Linked DNA regions of Mus musculus: all the other regions are linked to region 4. A link is a contact called in public ChIA-PET and promoter capture Hi-C data. All regions are on one chromosome and are shown on one strand. The core of a region is the stretch at or near the end of the contact, and the rest is flanking DNA. Distances in the headings are between cores, read along the strand shown.

Region 1 (3,362 bases), core at 589-3,088, 300 kb after region 4:
TTCACCATAACATTTCTACCTCAGCCATTACACCACTACACAGCATAAAGCTGTGTTTTAACAACACAGCTCTGCTTCCCCAGTGTAGATCCGGCCCTACATTTATTTATGAAACAACAGGGTCAATGGTCAGAACGGCTGTGGTCAAACAGGTGTTTAATGTGCTAAGGGCCTTCTCAGCACCAGAAGGCAAGAAAGAAGCTGGCAAACAACAACAACAACAACAAACAAACAAACAAAAAGGCAAACAAACTGCACAACACGGGCTGGAGAGGTGGCCAGTGGTTACAGCATTGGCTGCTCTTCCAGAGGTCCTGGGTTCTAGTCCCACACCGACATGACAGCTCACACCTGTCTGCAACTCCAGTTCCAGGTGATCCAACACTCTTGCATAGACGCAGAAACGTGCATGCAGGCAAAGCACCAATGGACAGGAAATGAAAATAAATAAATAAATAAAAAGGACAGTAAAATAGCAACAACGACACCTACTACGGATTGGGCTAATACTTACCGTGCCAGGCACAGCAGCAAGCTCACCATGCATACTCCCTCAGTCTACTCAGTGACCCTTGCAGTCATGTGCACAACACATTTCTGTGAGGAGGGTTTAATGCAGATGTGCTTTTTTAATTAATTTATTGATTTTGAGGCAGGGTCTCTCTCTCTGGTCTCACTGGGATTTGAGGCTCCCTGATTAGGCTGGTGAGCCCCAAGGATCGTCCTCTCTGTGCCTCTGCAGCGCTAGAATCAGGGGGTGTAATTAGTTCCGTCAGGCTTGTTTAAATCCCTTCCCAGGGGGGGAGAGTCAACACTGGCTTCTTCTCCTAAGGTCCTAGCAGCAAAGCGAGGCACAATGCCACCAAGTTCACCCTGGGACCAATGTGATTATTGGGGTTCCTTAAAGAGCTTAAGTGAGGGCTAGAGAGATGGCTCAGTTGTTGAGAGCACTGACTGCTCTTCCAGAGGTCCTGAGTTCAATTCCTAGCAATCACATGGTGGCTCATAACCATCTGTAATGGGATCTGAAGCCCTCTTCCGGTGTGTCTGAAGACAGCTACAGTGTATTCATATAAGTAAAATAAATAAATCCTTAAAAGAAAAAAAAAAAACACAATAGGCCACACCTAAACCCAGTGGGCCTAAGCTTTCATCTTCTGTGGCTATATACTCCAGCCCTTCAGAGAGGCCATGTGCAATTAGTCCAGAGCTGTCAGCAGGTAGCAGGGAGTGGCTGGGAACTTTAAGTGTGGCTGTCATGACCCTTCCTAAACTTCCATGAGAGGACACAAACTGCCAACCAGCCCAGATGGGACATCCTTTGCAAGCAGGCACAGCTGGGCTGTCTAAGATGTCTAAGATGGCCGTTGCTTGTCTGGGAAGACAGTCCCTGGGCCTCAGCCTCCTACCCTGATTGCTAAGACTTCAGTGTGCTGGCCCCCCCCCCCACTCCCACCCCCATCCCCACCCCCTCACCCCCGTGACTCCTCTTCAGCTTTATTCAGAATAAAATCCAAATCCTGGGCTTGGGGGTGTGGCTCAGCTGGTGGGGTACTTGCCTAGTGTGTCCCTGGCTCAAAAAAAAAAAAAAAAAAAAAGAAAGAAAGAAAGAAAGAAAGAAAGAAAAGAAAAGAAATAAAACTGAAAGAAAGTAAGAGAGAGAGAAAGACAAATAGAAGAAAGCAGGCTGGACAGGCCATGGCAATCAAGCCGGTGTTTATTACAGCAAAATCGGATGTCAGGAAATTGCATTCGCACGTTTCCCTCCAAACTCTCCCATAGTGCCCCATTGCCCTCAAGAGAGAACTCAGGCATCCTGCCTGGGTCTGCAGGAACCAACCAGGGCTTGCCATTCAATCCTCTGAGGTTTCGCTGCTGGGCATTATCAGCATAACCACACGCTGGTTTCCTTTAGGTCACTAAAGGAGTAGTGCTTACACACACACACACACACACACACACACACACACACACACACACACACACACACGCACATTCTCTCTCTCTCTCTCTCTCTCTCTCTCTCTCTCTCTCTCTCTCTCTCTCTCTCTCTCTCTCTGTGAAATATTTCCTCTAGAAACCTCCCTTCCTCGTCCACCTCTCACACCCACGCACTCACCCTACAGGTGCGCCCTGGCAGAAGTTTCTCTCCAAGAGGGGGTGGGGCCGAGGGATATGGTGGACTGACGACACAGGACTCCAAAGAAGACAGCAGTGTGAAGGCAGAGGGAAGAACCAGGTCCGACCACTTGAACTTCTCCACGTGGTGGGGGTAGCGGGGGTGGGGTGGGGGACGCACGTGGACCAGCCCGTCCGCTGTCTGATTGAAATCCTCTCCCATTTCCTGGGAGGCCGGTAGAGGCAGAAGAGGCCCACACAGCCTCTGTCAACCCCCCTCGCGATCGGCAGAGCCTTGATTTCTTCTGCTCCACGCGCCATCTTTACTTTTACAGCAGATGCTCAGACACAGCAGTTAAGACCCAGGGTTTCCTGGACCCTGTTGGCAACTTCGAGATTTCACCTGGAGAGGTTCTAACTGTTCTGACCTCTGATGAGGACTACAAAGCGGACATCTGAGCAAAGGGGCTCCAGGCTATAGTGAGTGCTCACTAAACACCAGAGGTTAGCCCAAAATGTCTGAGTGTAACTTGGTGTGCTTTAGCCTAGGCCACATACTGAGCATGGAATCTCTGCTGGCTGGTCATAGAAGTGCCTCGATCCTAGTCCTTGCAGAATCCTTCCTTTAACAGATTGGAAGAAGCTCTGTGGGTTTCCGGGGCACATGAAGAGATTCACAGGAACATTCAAGCCCCGGGGAGGGGAGGGCCGTTGAGTCTCTGAGCCAATGAGAGGTAGAGAAGTGGGGAGGCCCCAAGGTGATGCTACTCCTGGGCACAGCAAGTCAGCGTGAGATGCGGGCAGGAACTGGGACTTCCTCTCTCTGGCCGGCGTGTGTGTGTGTGTGTGTGTGTGTGTGTGTGTGTGTGTGTGTGTGTGTGTGTGTGTTTGACTTCCCTTTATCAAGAAATTAGCGGCTTGCTTGCCTAGCCTGTAGAAAGTTCCGGACTTGGTCCTAGCACCCCATAATGCGCTTGGTGGTGCATGTCTGTGATCCCAGCACCCAGGAAGTGTTAGGCAGGAGGATCATAAATCAAGGGCTACCTGGAGAACTTAGCTTCTGAAAATTAAAAAAATAAAATAAAGTTTAAGGGTCAAGATATAGTTGGCTTGCTCGATCATGTGTGGCAGCCCACGGTTGTAACCGAGTCACTTGGGAGGTAGAGGCAGGATGATCAGTTCTTTTTACTTTTGAGATGGAACCTTGCTCTCTAGTCCTGGCTGGGTCCTGGCTGACCTGGTAC
Region 2 (3,058 bases), core at 435-2,934, 260 kb before region 4:
TGCCACACTGGCCACCTGGCTCAGTTTCTTCTCCGGTTTTGTCCTCCGTACTGGAGGCTGATGAAAACAGACCAGGAAAAGGGGAGTTGTTGGTAGCATTGGCACAGACTGGCACTTAGAAAGCAGATGTTCAGGTGTGGTGGCTTCCTCCTACAATCCCAGCTCAGGAGGGTGATAAGTTATTTCCCTGCCGGTGAATTGAGCCAATTCAAGAGAGGTAAGATTATATTAAATGTAGGTTTCCTGGGAAGCTGCGAAGCTGCTCTCAGTTGAGTTCACTGGTCCTGAGGAAGGAGGCAAGGCAAGTCGCCATGGGAAGAGAGGAAGAGTGCTTGCAGAGAGAGAGAGAAAGAGAGAGAGAGAGAGAGAGAGAGAGAGAGAGAGAAGCCAAAATGTCTGGAAGAGCCTCTGCCTCTGAGTGAAAAGGAAGGAGAAGGGCAGCCCAACCCTTGTGCTGGAAAGTTCAGGGTTGGGAGCAGGGGATGCCAGGTAGGGACTGAGGGATGCTGGGAGAACCTGGAGGCCAGGTCAGCTTTGGTATGTAAAATATGCAACTCAGTCCCTCATCCCAGAGAGGACATTGAGTTCAAGGTCAAGGACAGCCGGCGATACACATCAGGATTGTATCAAAACAACAACAACAAACAAAACAAACAAGTAAAACTCTAGCGACAGAAGGATTACTTCTTACAAACTGGCCCGCCAGGAGCTCTCTCTCCTGTGGCAGCAGGACTGTGTCCAGGGCTGGTGTGGTTTGCTGTCAGAGATACAAATCTGGAAGAGATAGACACCGTGAATATACCTTCCAGCCTACCCTTCTTTCCCCTCCCCTCCTCTCTCTTCTCTCTTCCCTTCTGGCTTCATCCTCAGTCCTGGTTCTTAACTTCCCTGAGCCTCCTTTCCATCCCTGATTTCTCTGCCCTTCCTGGATCCGGCATCTGACCTTCCCTACTCTCTGTCACCTCTCTCATTCCATTCACTTCCTTTTGCCCATCTCTCTTCTCTCGACTATTATTACTCTCACTAATTCTTTTTTTTAAAGATTTATTTATTTATTTATTTATTTATTTATTTATTATGTGTACACTGTAGCTGTCTTCAGACACTCCAGAAGAAGGCATCAGATTTCATTACGGGTGGTTGTGAGCCACCATGTGGTTGCTGGGATTTGAACTCAGGACCTTTGGAAGAGCAGTCGGTGCTCTTAAACACTGAGCTATCTCACCAGCCCTCACTAATTCTTTTTACGATTTTTTTCTTTCCCCTTTACTCCCTCTTTCGCTTTTCTCAGCATATCTAGCGCATGCTCTTAGTCTCTTCCTACCTCCGATCACTTGCATCTTTCCTTCAGGGCTGCCCATGTCTATAGGCTTTGACCTGCATTTTCTTCCCCTTCATAGTCATTGACCATCACTCCCCTACCTGGCCCGGTTATACTACTTAGACACGCCCGGACCAGCACCACTCGCGTAGGCCCCGCCCCAACCGAACAGACCACGCCCCACCACAGGTCTACTGCCCCGCCCACCCGCCCCACCCACAGAACTCCACCCCACTCTGGCTCCGCCTCCCGGCCGGCCCCCCACCCTTGGGGTCACAGGGTCGACCGACGCTCAGCAGACGCAGCGACACCGCCAGTCACGTGGTCACGTGACGCGCTGCAACTTGGCGGCGCCGTGGGGCCGGGGCGTCTCTTCCTGACAGGGCGGCGCGCACGGACGCGGCCGGTGCCGGCCGGGTCGCCGGGCCCTCAGCCTCGCTCTCCTGCTCGCTCGCACCGCCGGCTCGCGGGGTCGCCGGCCCCCGCAGGCCGGGGCCATGCAGGAAAGCCAGACCAAGAGCATGTTCGTGTCCCGGGCCCTGGAGAAGATCCTAGCTGACAAGGAGGTGAAGCGGCCCCAGCACTCCCAGCTGCGTAGGGCCTGCCAGGTGGCGCTCGGTGAGTGAGCCACCCCGGCCTGGCCCGCGCCGGCTTCCCCACGCCGGCCGTTACCCTCCGGGCCTGCTGCCCTCCACTCCTCCCAGCCCGAATCCCACCCTCCCGTCCTCTTCCGCTCGCTGTCCCCGTGGGAGCTGGTGTTGGGGCGGCCGAGACTGGCCCAAGGTCACCTAGCAAGTTGGTGACAGCCACGGCTGGTTTTCCAGCTTCCCTGCCTGGGGCCCTTGCCACGACTCCTTGTCCCGTTTCCTGGTTCCTCCCCTCACCATCTCCAAGTCCTCTGAAGCAGTAGCTCTCGATCTTAAGTTTTTCCTTCAGCGCCACTATGCTGGTTGGGGGCTCTCCCACGGGAGCGATCAGAGCAGGTCAGAGAGCTGCCCGGTTGGTGCCGAGGAACCCCGGAGGCTTGTTTGGGAAATGTCTCACTGGAGAACATTGGGGTTCCCAGGGCGCTTCGCCTGGAAGGGATGTAAGATGATCTATATTTCAGGCATTGGACAGCGTGTACGACTTCTACTCATTTTAGGGCGGGTCCCTAAAATAAAGGTTCTGTAGAGCAAAGATACTTGTCTGATTGCTTCAATGCGGTGTCCTGTGCATTTATGACAGTGCTTCGCACACAGTAGTTGCTCAGTAAATATTTGCTGGTTGAATGGATCCATGGATTGTGGAAAGACAGAAGTCTCTAGCTCCTAACTAGGTAAAAGCTCGGTAGTTGACACCAACATCAGTCTCCTATCTTTAGTTACTTCTCGAGAGCCTGTGTAGCAGGTACTGAGGAGATGTCTATGAAGGAGAAATGGAATCCTTTGTCCCTGTGGATCTTCTTAGGTTCTGATAGAGCAGACAAAACAGTACTAATAAGTACTGCTGTCAGAAAAAAGACTTAAGTGATACAGAGGACCTGAGGTCTGCTTTAGGTTGGATGGTCAGGAAAGTAGTCTTGTCTGAAAGTGTGACATTTGAGCCCAGGTCTGAAAGGTAAGAAATGTCGACTGTGTGGAGGTTCAAGAGGAAAAAAGTTGTGGACGGAGAGCGTCAGGACATTTGACCAGAGCTGTCTCCCTGTGAATTCATCGCCCTGTGCAATCCATGGGATTTGGTTAAAAGGCCTGTTGT
Region 3 (3,112 bases), core at 155-2,654, 400 kb after region 4:
TTGCAACCTCAGCCTCCCCTGGTGTTGAGGGGCCCTGTTTCACTTTGGAGCCAGGATGGCAGGGCTGGCTGTGGGAGGCTGGGTAAGGAGAAGCCAGGGAGCCCATTGCCAAGGAGCAAGCTAGAAGACAGCCTTCTAGTGTCATAGTCATTTGATCCACACAGTTCTCACCAGAAAGCCTCAGCTAAAGGTTTTGACCTGACCTGACCCCCTCAGGGCAGGCAACAGAGAACAGCACACTCCTCAGCTTCTGTCTGCACCCAGACCAGCTTTACATGCAGGGCACATGCATGCAGCTCCTGAGACTCCGTCACACCTGCTGTCAAACTCACCAGGCATGGGCTTTGTCCTGACAGCTCCTCCAAGAGAAGTTCAGCCAGTGCACTAGGCCGTTCTGATGTAGCTTGCATTGCCAGAAGCAGCTTTTATGACCACCCTAAAAGGCTGGGTTAAGTTAACCACACATTCTTTTTTTGTTTTTTCAAGACAGGGTTTCTCTGTGTAGCCTTGGCTGTCCTGGAACTCACTTTGTAGACCAGGCTGGCCTCAAACTCAGAAATCCCCCTGCCTCTGCCTCTCAAGGCTGGGATTAAAGGTGTGCACCACCACGCCCATCTTAACCACACATTCTTGCTCCTGGGAAAGGTGAAGTCGGCCTAGGTGCTCTGGCTTGGAGGATCAGACAGTATCAGATAAGAAGGCATCTCGGAGGGGAAGGCCAAGCACCTGCTGCTTGTGGCCCCACTGAAGAACCCACCCTGCTGAGCCGTGCTAACAACTCACCAGCTCGTGCACATCTTAAAATGCAGTCCCTATCTCCTTAGCGCTTGGGCTCTTTGGGGGCCCATAGTTTAATCAGGAGCCTGGAAAGTTGTTTTCTTTCTTTCTTTCTTTCTTTCTTTCTTTCTTTCTTTCTTTCTTTCTTTCTTTCTTTCTTTCTTTCTTTTGTTTTTTGGTTTCCTTTGTTTGTTTTTGTCTTATTTGTTTATTTATTGAGACAAGGTTTCTCTGTGTGGTCCTGGGTATCCTGGACTTGGTTTATAGACCAGGGTGGCCTCGAACTCACAAACATGCAGATGCTTCCTTCTAAGTTTTGGGATTAAAGACGTGTGCCAACCATGCGTGGCAGGAACCTAGACTTGGGAGGTGCTGTTTTCAGCACACACAAGTGATTGCTTGCACACCAAGTGCAGCCAAGCCTGAAAATGGGTCCTCCCTGCAAGCTCTGTGAGTTAGCTTCCTCTCGGACCTACTGGGGGGGGGGGAGTTAACTACAGTGCCCACTTTCTCATCTGTCATGTGGCCCCACAGTCACATGCTCACAATGTCTGACCCTGACTGATGAGTGCTCAGGGAATGCGTGGTGGGGACTTGGTTATTTGCTCAGTATCTGACAGTTAACTCATCACGTTGTGAAATTCTCAGTAGCAAGGGCCATTGCCTGTGTGGTAGTAAGGAAGCAAGCCAGCTGTGGTGGCTCACACCAGCAGTCTCAGCACTCACATTGCATTCAAGGCTTGCCTGGTCAAATAGCAAGACCCCATCTCAACTATCCACTTCCCCACCTCGCCCCAAAAGACTGCATACAAAGTCTGACACGGTGTGGCTGTTGGTGTGGTTTCAGGGAAGCTTGCTTAGTTACTACTGAATTGTAAGAGGAACCTGTTCTCTGGTTTCTTTCAGAAACGTGTGTGTTTGCATTTCTTGGCCTCTCCATTTTTAGTTTCCCTCACAAGTTTGAAATTTCCTTTGTCATCTGGTGCATAGTAAGTACTTTTCTTATTTTTCATATTGAATGGCTTATTTTTAAAATAGTAACTACATGGTTTGGAATCATTTATGTAACTGTTAACAGTTCAGAGGCAACAACTACAGAAATGTGCTTCTATAGAAAAGTTTTTGTGTTTATAAGATCTCAGTGTTTACAGTTTCAGTGACCTTGGGTGCTGTGGTTTCCTTTAAATCGTAGTTTTAGGCAGGGCATGGCAGTGGTGCCTATAACCCCAGTACTTGGGAGATGGAGGCAGGAGGATCAAAGAGTTTAAGGATAGCTGAGTGGTGGTGGCACCTGTCTTTAACCCCAGCCCTCAGGAAGCAGAGGCAGGCAGGCCTCTGTGAGTCCAAGGCCATCCTGGTCTATGGTGCAAGTTTCAGACCAACCAGGGTGACACAGTGAAACCCTGTCTCAAAGACAGTAAAAGGTTTTAACTATATGTCGTGTTCAACAACAGCCTAGGCTCCATGTCTCAAAAAAAAAAAAAAAAAAAAAAAAGGAGAAATGTGACCAACTGCAAGAGATCCCAAGTCTCTTGGGCCCTTTTGTGTCCTGTCTCCATCCCCATTGTGACTTCCTTTAGAGCAGCAGCCTGCCTATGTCACAGTCTGTCCTATGAGCACAGGTTGGGGACACCTTGGAAAGGCCTTCCATAGAAAGTTGTACTGGTTTTTGAGTTGCAGGATCCAATCCAGGGCCTTGTGCACATGCAGATGCTCCTCCCACTCCCTCCCGAATTGTGTGGAACGTGGAGCCGTAGTTGATTACCTGAGTCACCTTTGTGCTCCCAGCCGGAGCTCACTCAGCCCACCCTACTTGCTCTGAGGAGCCAGACCACACCAGAGACTGAGGTGCCTGACTGCCCTCACCTGACTCTACAGTGCCCCTAGGGGGAAAAATTAGCATACGCCTTCGCCAGTATGGAGTCTTGGCTGTCCCTTAGCTCATCTCTAGGCACAGCTGGGAGCTAGTCTGTGCTCACCTTTATTTTGGGGCTGTGTGACTAAAGCTTGCTAGTGAGTGATGCTTGCTAGTCTCTTCTCTCCAAAGCTTCATCCAGGCAGAGCCAGGGCAGCATTGTGCTGTTGTCTTTTATGGCCAAGGACAAGGCTGTCTTAGGTGTGCTACACTGTGTTAGCTTGAAGACGCAGTGGATTCCACCTATACTGGGCACGTTGACATTGGCAGGTGCTGGTCCTGTTTGGCAGAGCCGTCAACATCTTCCCTCTGTCCTACCTGCTGAACTTCTTCCGAGATCACAAAATCACCCCCAAGATGATGTTCATCATGTGGTTCAGTGGTGAGTGGCAGCCAGGGTGGGTGGGTCTGAGCCTGGGG
Region 4 (3,524 bases), core at 614-3,113:
CAGAAAAAAAAAAAAAAAGAGTCCCTTTTCTTCCCACAGGGAATATTTTCTGTGGTGACTTTTCTCCTCATCTTACCAAACCCTGTTCTTATGATGCAGGCTCAATGGTTAGTGTTTGTTTTAAGAAAAATTTTCTGAGGAAAATCCCTTCTTCCTCATTTTGAAAAAAAAATACTAAAATAGAATGCAGCAGCAGTGTAAAAGAAAACAGAAGCAAATAAGTGCTAGAGAAGGCGAGGGAAGAGTGGCAGGAGCAGGCGGGGAGGGCAAGTAAGGCAGGGAGGGCAAGCAAGGCAGGGAGGGCACCAGATCAGCAATGGTTAAGCTGTTGCAGGGATAACATTTAGAGACTTCTAATTACAGGGTAAGATGAAAGAGGATGGAGCAAGAGGTGGCAGCTGGGTTGTAGCTAGGTAAATTTCAAGTCCCGAGAGAAGTCGCCACACCATACATCCCTCAGAGAAACACTGTAAGGTTACAGAAAGCAGGAGAGATCTGGGGGGGACTCAGAGGTAGGGCAGGGCCTAGGGATGGGGAGCCCAGGGTGGTTGTGGAACAAGTGGGTATAGCAATAGGTGAGAAATGGAGAGAGTGGGGCTCCAGGGACCGGGAGCAGAGGCAGGACAACTACGCACAGGGGATGACTGGGTGCTGAGATGAAGGGGCACTAGAGGTGGGGTGTGATCAGGGTGGTGACAGATGAACTGAAGAGAGTCGAAGCAGGTAATGGCAGTGCCCGCGGCTCAGGATACGCTGGGTACTGAGGGAGGAGACACCGACTCTGGAGGTGATGGGGGCTGCTAAGGAGAGGAGACAGGGACTCTGGGGAGTGATGGTGAGGCTAATGGAAGGGAACAGGGATTTAGGGGTGATGGGGCTGCTGAGGAGAGGAAACAGGGACTGGGAAATGGGGCTGCTGATAACCAGGTAGACTTAACTCAGGGAACGATGGAGGGTGACGGTGGAGGTGGGAGGACAGGACTCTGGGGGTGGTAAGGAGTGGAAAAAGATCCTAGGGGTGATGGGAGATTCCAAATACTCCGGAGATGATAGGGGAACTGAGGGACTCTGGGGGCTATAGGGAAACTAAGAGAAAGGGGCAGGGACTCTGGGGGCTATAGGGAAACTGAAGAAGCAGACAGGGACTTCGGGGACTATAGGGGGGGCTGAGAGAAAGAGAACAGGGACTCCGGAGGCTACAGGATAATTGAGGGAAGAGGACAGGGACTCCGGAGGCTACAGGATAATTGAGGGAAGGGGACAGGGACTCCGGGGGTATAGGGAAACTGAGGGAAAGGGACAGGGACTCTGGAGGCTATAGGAAAACTAAGGGAAGGGGACATGGACTCTGGGGACTATAGGAGAACTGAGGGAAGGGGACAGGGACTCCGGGGGTGGTGGGGGCGCTGAGTGGGGCAGATAGGGACTCCAAGGCTAACCTGACACCCGGCCGGAGGCAGAGCGGGACGCCGGCGGTCGCAGCGCCGCAGAAGCAGGTGCGTGATAGGGCGGAGGCCACTCACCGGCTCGGGCGCGTCCTCCGCAGGGCTAGAGCTCAGCCCCGGCCCTGGCAGGTCGCGGCCCCGCCCGGCACCGCGAACTTTCGGTTTCCAGTCCCTGCAGCCCCTGGGCGGGGCGAGTAGCCTAGTGGGCGGCCCGGAGGAAGAGGAGGCCGCGCAGGACGAGGAGGCGGTGCCGCGGGCTCCAGCGAGAGGCCGGGCTCGCCTGCGCCCCCGCCCTCGGGGCGGGCGGAAGGGCGGCGTCGCCTCAGCGCCCGCGGTAGCGGCGGCGGCTGGACTGGCGGCTCCCCGCGGGCGCGGCGGAGGGGAGGGCGCGGCGGGGGGCGGGTTGACTGCGCCCCGGGCGGCCGCAGGTCTCGGCTGGCCCCGGAGCCAGGGGGACGCGGCGGGCGGCTCGTGCGTGCCAAGCGCGACATGGCGCGGAAGCCGAGAAGCCCCGGAGGCCCAGTGAGCACGGGGAGGGGCTAGACACTGGCTGGACAACCATTAGCTAGCTGGGGCCGGGCGGCTCGGGGACTACATTTCCCAGGACGCCAAGCGGTCGCGCCCGGAAGCGACGCGCCATGGGCACAGTGCGCAGGCGCACGCGCCGCCAAGGTCTATATAAGGAAGGTTCGCCGCCGCTCTCGTCCTTTCGTTCCGGCGGCTCCTAGAGCGTTTGCTTTGTTCCCGATATGTCTCGTCCCTCCGGGGTTAACTTGCAGATGGTGAGTTGAGTCCACACAGCACAAGTTTTTTTTTTGTTAACCTCTTATCAAGTTTAGTCGCTGTAACCGCTCCTAGTCTCCAAGTGTTGCTTATGGAGCGCGATCCCCAGGTTGACCTTCGAAGACGTGATTCAAGTGGAAAAGACGCCTTCTGCTTTGGCCTGGGAAGCTTTTTGCTGGTGTAAATGATGAACTCACTTTTTTCCCCGTCATATCGACAGTGCTGATGTTTTAAAACATTTGCCAGTTTGTCCTGATAAACACCAGCCTTCGAGGACCCTGGTCTTCTTTGTTCCTGGTCGAGGATATAGGTGGTGATGGACGCTTTTGTTTTGTAGGTTGACCTGACCAAGCAGGACAGCATGGAGGTTGGAGGGAGAGAAGGGCATCGAGGGAGATGAGAACTCACCTACCATCTGAAAGTCTTAAGGTATGCATTCGTCTAGTGGCCTAAAGTGGCAATCACGTGCTTTGAAGAGCCTTTAAGTGGGCAGTGATAGGGAATTTGATGCAAGAGTTACTGCTGAGGTTCGTTGTTTTAAAAGCCCCGAGGATTGAGCCTTATTATCAAAGTATACTAAAGTCTTTTAATTGTGTATCTGTACATACTGACACAGGAGATGCAGAGCCCTGTTGTTATTTAAAGTGTCCTGGTAGAACTGCCTGAGAAAAGGACTGATTAAGAAAATGGTCCCATTGAGATTAGTCTGTAACACATTTTCTTGGCTGTTGATATGGGAGCATTCAGCAGTTTGTGGGTGCAGTGTCTGAGCCGGGTTGAGATTTCTTTTGTATATGCGTGGTATTTAGAAAGGCAATGAAACATGTCTGCTAAAGTATTTGCAGGCTAGTGCTTTTCAAGATGTGACAATGGCTATCCTCCATTACTGTATTCTGATATCCACCCTGACCCACTCAGATAAAAATGTGAATATGCCCTAAATCAAGTAGGCCCGAGAAATGGCTTAGCAGTTAAGAGCACTGATGGCTCTTTCGAGGGGTCCTGAGTTAAATTTCTAGCAACCACATGGTGGCTCACAACCATCTATAATGGGGTCTGGTGCCCTCTTATGGTGTCTCTGAAGAGAACAATGGTGGTGTACTCGTGCATAAAATATATGAATAAATCTTACTCTTAAAAAAAGTAGGCCCGGGCTGGAGAGATGGCTCAGTGGGTAAGAGCACCCGACTGCTCTTCCGAAGGTCCAGAGTTCAAATCCCAGCAACCACATGGTGGCTCACAACCATCCTTAACGAGATCTGACTCCCTCTTCTGGAGTGTCTGAGGACAGCTACA

Evidence for each region. Promoter capture Hi-C pulls out the DNA fragments that hold promoters and counts their contacts. ChIA-PET counts read pairs in DNA pulled down with a chosen protein or histone mark. Capture Hi-C pulls out chosen DNA fragments and counts their contacts.
Region 1: an RNA polymerase II ChIA-PET map of memory CD8 T cells shows a contact between it and region 4, with 183 read pairs. The contact joins the enhancer-like site here to the promoter of Zfas1 in region 4. A contact is called at or near these places in 7 of 39 promoter capture datasets (the C10 cell line, the HPC-7 cell line, embryonic stem cells and 3 more), 1 of 484 Hi-C or Micro-C datasets (bone marrow-derived macrophages), 6 of 115 datasets of contacts at active chromatin or transcription factors (the 230-238 cell line, the SCID.adh cell line, bone marrow-derived dendritic cells and 3 more) and 2 of 9 other capture datasets (adipose tissue and pancreatic islet).
Region 2: a contact with region 4 is called in a promoter capture Hi-C map of adipose tissue. The contact joins the promoter of Arfgef2 here to the promoter of Zfas1 in region 4. A contact is called at or near these places in 4 of 39 promoter capture datasets (hematopoietic stem and progenitor cells, liver and second pharyngeal arch cranial neural crest), 2 of 484 Hi-C or Micro-C datasets (CD4 T cells and regulatory T cells), 2 of 115 datasets of contacts at active chromatin or transcription factors (bone marrow-derived macrophages and memory CD8 T cells) and 1 of 9 other capture datasets (adipose tissue).
Region 3: a promoter capture Hi-C map of the HPC-7 cell line shows a contact between it and region 4, with 4 times the contacts expected there. The contact joins the enhancer-like site here to the promoter of Zfas1 in region 4. A contact is called at or near these places in 13 of 39 promoter capture datasets (the 3T3-L1 cell line, the C10 cell line, the HPC-7 cell line and 6 more), 11 of 484 Hi-C or Micro-C datasets (B cells, the Ba/F3 cell line, the G1E-ER4 cell line and 5 more), 16 of 115 datasets of contacts at active chromatin or transcription factors (the 230-238 cell line, astrocytes, bone marrow-derived dendritic cells and 10 more) and 4 of 9 other capture datasets (adipose tissue, embryonic stem cells, liver and 1 more).

What each region holds. Positions count from the first base shown.
Region 1 is chr2:167,365,688-167,369,049 of GRCm38.p6, forward strand. No RefSeq gene overlaps it. Among named protein-coding and RNA genes, the nearest start is that of B4galt5, 18 kb to the left of the region's middle. Within about 2 kb of position 1,839, at least 123 of the 459 cell types and tissues checked have an H3K27ac peak or open chromatin away from gene starts, as enhancers often do. A contact at or near this core is called in the 230-238 cell line, the HPC-7 cell line, the SCID.adh cell line and 6 more, where this site is marked.
Region 2 is chr2:166,803,897-166,806,954 of GRCm38.p6, forward strand. It overlaps Arfgef2 (ADP-ribosylation factor guanine nucleotide-exchange factor 2 (brefeldin A-inhibited)), which reads left to right and starts at 1,685. Exons shown (of 39, transcript NM_001085495.2): 1 at 1,685-1,939. The coding sequence starts at 1,819.
Region 3 is chr2:167,466,002-167,469,113 of GRCm38.p6, forward strand. Slc9a8 (solute carrier family 9 (sodium/hydrogen exchanger), member 8) reads left to right here. Exons shown (of 17, transcript NM_148929.3): 12 at 1,684-1,766; 13 at 2,963-3,074. Among named protein-coding and RNA genes, the nearest start is that of Spata2, 25 kb to the right of the region's middle. Within about 2 kb of position 1,405, at least 16 of the 459 cell types and tissues checked have an H3K27ac peak or open chromatin away from gene starts, as enhancers often do. A contact at or near this core is called in the HPC-7 cell line and bone marrow-derived macrophages, where this site is marked.
Region 4 is chr2:167,061,071-167,064,594 of GRCm38.p6, forward strand. Zfas1 (zinc finger, NFX1-type containing 1, antisense RNA 1) reads left to right here and starts at 1,864. Exons shown (of 5, transcript NR_138563.1): 1 at 1,864-2,227; 2 at 2,566-2,657. Znfx1 (zinc finger, NFX1-type containing 1) reads right to left here and starts at 1,945. Exons shown (of 14, transcript NM_001033196.2): 1 at 1,440-1,945. It overlaps LOC115486178 (a small nucleolar RNA gene), which reads left to right and starts at 2,403; the gene lies at 2,403-2,495.